Linked DNA regions of Mus musculus: region 2 is linked to region 1. The links are chromatin contacts, called in public Hi-C maps. All regions are on one chromosome and are shown on one strand. The core of a region is the stretch at or near the end of the contact, and the rest is flanking DNA. Distances in the headings are between cores, read along the strand shown. Region 1 has its middle 23 kb from the start of Gm36274. Region 2 overlaps Gm36794 (a long non-coding RNA gene).

Region 1 (2,726 bases), core at 96-2,595:
TGTATGCATAAGTGTATGTGTGTGTCTGTGTATATGATGTATATGTATATGTATATGGTGTATGTATAAATGTATGTGTGTATGTGTGCATGATGTATATGTGTATGTGTATATATATGGTGTATTATAAGTATATGTGTATATGATGTATATGTGTATGTATTCGTATATATGTATATGATGTATACGTGTATGTGTATGTGTGTGTATATATATATATGCATATGTATATGATGTATATGTGTATGTGTGTGTGTATGTGTATGTGTATGTGTATGTGTATGTGTATGTGTATGTGTATGTGTATGTGTATGTGTATGTGTATGTGTATGTGTATATGTATGTAGCCTCAGAAGTTATGTTTAACAGGCTACTGTACCCGGCCAGCTCCCAGAAGTACTCACTGCAAGCCCTATTTAGCGTAGCTCTTCTGCACAGAGATCCCACCCCCTCTCAAGGCCTCTTTCAGGGATGTGGGCCACCTAGGCCACCCCCAGTGCCCTTCCTATCTCAGGGTTCTTGACTTCAGTGTCCTCTGCCAGGTCAGATCACTTTAAGGCCCACAGTATTTAGTTGTGACCTCTGTGGAAGGAACAGGTTTCTGTCGTCCATAAGACACCCAAAGGAACCAGATTTAATCTAAGACCGACTGGCTCCAAATTCCATTTTTCTCTACTGCAGCCTTCCAAGCTGCTTCACAAGTATCCATGAATAAAACCCTGAATAAACCACCTTAGTGTAAGCTTATCCCATATTCTGCATGGGACATATTCACACAATTTTATTCACTGGTAACTGGAAACTTGAATGTACTGGATCAGTCGGTTTGTCGGTTTCCACGGCAACTCTTAACATCCAAACCAAAGAAACCTTCCGCTGAAGGGCAGCAGGCTATAAGAAATCTCTCAGGTAAACAGCTTCATTGCCTTTGTGGACCTCAGTTTACCCATCTGCAGAATGGGGGTAGAAATGCTATCCTTCTCCAAACCCAGGCTCTGCTGGTGGCACTGAGGGGGACTGCTGGTACACTGTAGCACCCGCTAGCCCACAGAGGGACCAGTTTGTGCTCCCCACCTCCCCCGTGCCCAGCACTGGGACTATAGAAGTACTACTTCCCAGGCTGGACAGATGGGACTTCAGCCTACTCAGACTAGAGCCAATTTCCCCAGCTCATTGTCCCAAACCAAATTAGGGGCTCTCAGACTATGCCACTCGGGCCTTAATTGGGACTCACAGATGCCCCGCCCGGCACTGCCTTTCTTCCCCGTTCCCCTGTCCCCAGCCAGGCCATGCCTTAGGGGAGCCAGAGGCAGCCTGGGCTCTGCCACCTGGGCCCTCACAGACGCTTCAGTGTAAGCAATTAGGGCTAGGCCAGGCCTGCTGGTAATAAGGAGGTGCTGGGCAGCTGGGCCCGCATCGATCCCAGCCTCTGGTGACCCCAGGGAACAGAGACAGCCAACAGGCAGGCAGATGGTGGTCTCCAGGGCCCAGCCCCACCCCCAGTGTAAGAACAGTCACCAATGGATGCAGGCCAGTCAGGAAGGAGGCCTGATTCCTGGAGGCCCCATGTGAGCCTGGAAGTTGGGTTTGGGTGTTCAGTCCTTGCGTGGTAGACCTATTCAGGAATAAGGCCTATTGAGTCTCCACTCTCCCTCTAAGCACCTGATGCCCCCTGCCCTGTTCTGCTCCAGTCTGGCTTCCTGAGGCAGAGGTACTATGGCCTTCCCTGAAGAGCATCGCTGCCCAGGACTCCCTGTGCCTTGCCTCGATCAAGGTTGTACAAGCTGGTAGGGGATGGGAGTGGCTTCTGGCAGCCTCAGGATGGCCATCTGGGGATCTCAAGGAAGGCTGAGGCAAGGGAAGGACCCACTATCCTTGCTGTCCGAACCCTACCTGCCCAAGCCCAGGAGTAGAGATAGGGGCACTGAAAACAGGAAGCAGGAGTGGCTCTAAAGGGGGTCCCCTGAAACTGCACCTCTGTGGCTGCTCTGAGAGGGGGTCCCCTGAAACCACAACTCTGTTGATCTGAGGGGGGTCTCTTGAAACTGCATTTCTGTGGTTGATCTGACAGGGGGAGGGGGTCACCTAAAACTGCAGCTCTGTGGCTGCTCTGCGGAGGGTCCCTGAAACTGCAGCTCTGTGGCGTTCAGAGACACAGGTGCTGCAGAGGCAGGGGTCCTTCAGTGTCTGAATTGCACAGGACAGGTGCTCTGAACTATGTGTGGAATGACAGGATGTTGTAGGCCTGTGTCTGAACTCCTTCCAGCTGGCTGAAAAGAACGGTACACGTGACAATGTACATGTGTGTATCTGTGCCTGCATGTGTTCATAGCATGTGCAGTGGATGTGCATGTGAATTCACACATATGGAATGGAGGGTGTTGAGTGTGTATGTGTGTGTGTTGTCTGTATGAATGTGTGTGTGTGGTGTGTGTATGTGTATGAGGGTTTACATACAGAGTGTACATGTGTGGGGGTGTATATACAGTATGTGTGTATAATATGTGTGTGTGTCCAGTGTGTGTATGAGGGTATATACAAAGTGTGGGGTGTGTGTGCATGTGTTCTATTGTCTATATGTGGATGTACAGAGTACGTATGGTGCATGTGTGTATACATGCTTGTGTTGTCTACATGAATGTATGTTTGTGGCATGTGTGTATATGAGGGTGTAGTATATACAGAGTGTAAGGTGTGTGTGCATGTGATGGGGGTATACACACAGA
Region 2 (2,726 bases), core at 149-2,648, 380 kb before region 1:
CCACCCACTATCCATCCATCCATCCATCTATCCATCCACTTATCTATCCATCAAGGTAATGAACTAGGGTCTTGCACACAAATATGTTCAAGAGCCTGTAGTCTGACTGAGTGAGCCCTGAGCCTGTCTATAGCACCTGGGCCATATCCAGTGTGGTCACCTGATTGCCATCACCCTCCCTGCCATCTTGCCATCAGCAAATTTGCCACTTGTCTACTCTGCCAGCCCATTGGCCCATCTCCCTTGTTCCTATGCAGGGTCAAGTAACTCATCAAGTCCCACTTGCCTTCTGTGATTATGCTTAAAGATAACCATAGAGCCGACATGGCCCCTCACACCATGCCAGTCTATGGTGCCTAATGCCTGTATGCTTAGCCAAGGGTGTGTCTCTCCTCCCTCTCTCTTCCCCTCCCATCTTCCCTCCATCCAGGACAGCACCATAGATAACTGCACATTCCTGAGTCTGTGGTTCTCCTGTCTCCTGGCAGATGGCTCTTGGAATGACCTTTGCAAAGAAATATTCCTGGGTGGCACAGGTGAAGATCTGTGGCTCACAGCCACTGAGCTCTCGGCTCTCACAGGTGAACTCCATTGTCCAGCTGTAGATGGGGCAAGGGAGGGGGGAGGCTGGACACAGGGACTCATGGTGCAGTATTGAGCAATGGACTCATATCTGCTTGATGAGGTGGGGTCAGGATTCGCACCCAGGACTCCAGATCACACTGTAATTCTCCAGTTTCTGTATATATGAATCTCCTTGGGAACAAGTAGACAGTTCATCACAGTTCTTTGAGTTGTAACCCAGCAAATCAAGGCCCCAAAAGGGCGCAAAATCTATTCTGCAGAGTCAAGGTGAGGGGCAGTGCTGGCCAAAGGCACCTGTACATGCAATGCCTTATTTATGGAAGGGATCAGGGTCTAGTTGAATGATGGGGAGTTGTGGGGTTTTCCACACAAGTCCAGGACTTAGATTTAGATTTCTTGTCTACTGTCTACCAAGGCATAGCCAATTCTTGGGCACCTACTATGCACCTGGCACCCTACTGAAAGCTGGGGGTGCAGACACCATTGTGCCTGCCAGGCATTCAGTGGCCAAAGCTGCAGCCTGTCTTCCCCTCTGTGTCTGAGGGGCTGGGGCCCTGGAATGTATTTATCATCATTCAAGGGTCTCAACTTCTGCTTACGGAAACTTTGCCGAGATTTGAGCAGAAATAGTAAATACCAAAGCTCCCGAGGGCTGCACTAATTTCTCAGACATTTAATCAATACGGAGCTGCCCTGTTCATTACAGCTGTCAAAAATATGCAAAATCGCCCATCTGGTCCTTTCAGGTACGGAGCTCAGAGCGGAATCACCAGTTGCTTGGCCAATTACTACGCCCCAGTCTCCCTCCCTGCGAGGCCTCTCCATTAGCCAGGGGCTGCTGACTCTGGAAGAACTCTAAACAATAAATATTTGACATGGTATGGCCCAGGATGGGGCCCGTCACAGTGGTCACAGTGATGGGTTTGGGGGACACAGATGAGGAATGCAGGTAAGGTTCGGGGGGACTCAGCCTCCCCCACCTTGGCTACCCACAGCCACCCTTCCCTGAGCGTCCTCTTTCTTGTGAGGCCCCTCCCTGCGCCTCAGATATTTAGACCTATTAAAAACCATTGGGGGGAAAAATGGTCTCCACAAAAGCTTTGCATAAAAAAGTGATCAACGCGAATTCCTCTGAGGAAATTGCTTCAACAGATGGAAATGGGCCATTTGCAACAAACGCCGCTGGCTGTGCAGATGGTGATTATGGGATGTATGTAAACACGCTAGCTCCAGCAAGCAGAGGGAGCTGCACCACTGAACTCAGCCTACACTGGGGCCGCCCACCCTGGTGCTGGCCCTGCCCTGGTTGGCCCAGGGCTCCAATGGGGTCCAGGGGCCAGGACGCAGCTTGGAGTTCCCAGAGCTATTAGCTTAGTCGTCGATGTTTAATTACAGATCTGTCTGAAGTGCAGCCTTGGAGCAAATAGCACTCTGTAGTCCCAGGGCGGCTGGGGTGGAGGGGGCAGCAGGGGTGGAGGGCTTCCTAGGCAGAAGCTCTGCCTCTTGGTCACTGTCTACAGGCCAGAACTGTGCCGCTGACCCTGGGTGCCTTCTCCTCTCTGATCTCCATGGAATTTTAGGAAGTTGCCCCACCATCTCCATCCCCTACAAATGGGGAAACTGAGCCTCAGAGATGTGAAGTATTTTTCCCCAAGGCCACAGCCTTAGAAAGTGAGGTAACTGGACTAAAGAGATGGCCCAGCACAAAGAGCACATGTTGTTCTTACCGAGGTCCTGGGTTCAGTTCCCAGAACCCAAACTGGTTGACTCAAAACCACCTGTAACTCCAGAATTGAGGGTACCACACTCTCTTCTGTCCTCCATTTATACCTGTAACCATATGTGCGCACACAAACACATTGAGATAATTTTTTAAAAGATTTATTTATTTATTTATTTTACATATATGAGTACACTGTAGCTGTTCAAATGGTTGTGAGCCTTCATGTGGTTGTTGGGAATTGAATTTAGGACTTCTGTTTGCTCTGGTAAACTCCGTTTGCTCCAGTCAACTCTGCTCACTTAGTCCCTGTTCACTCCAGCCCAAAAATTTATTTATTACTATAAATAAGTACATTTTAGCTGTCTTCAGACACACCAGAAGAGGGTGTCAGATCTCATTATGGGTGATTGTGAGCCAC

Evidence for each region. A called contact is a pair of places that touch in the nucleus more often than the background predicts.
Region 2: a contact with region 1 is called in a Hi-C map of embryonic somatosensory cortex, with 1.8 times the contacts expected there. The contact joins two enhancer-like sites.

The regions. Positions count from the first base shown.
Region 1 is chr5:111,537,395-111,540,120 of GRCm38.p6, reverse strand. No RefSeq gene overlaps it. Among named protein-coding and RNA genes, the nearest start is that of Gm36274, 23 kb to the left of the region's middle. Within about 2 kb of position 1,345, at least 28 of the 459 cell types and tissues checked have an H3K27ac peak or open chromatin away from gene starts, as enhancers often do.
Region 2 is chr5:111,922,278-111,925,003 of GRCm38.p6, reverse strand. The region is part of intron 3 of Gm36794 (a long non-coding RNA gene); the gene reads left to right. Among named protein-coding and RNA genes, the nearest start is that of Gm36880, 13 kb to the right of the region's middle. Within about 2 kb of position 1,398, at least 10 of the 459 cell types and tissues checked have an H3K27ac peak or open chromatin away from gene starts, as enhancers often do.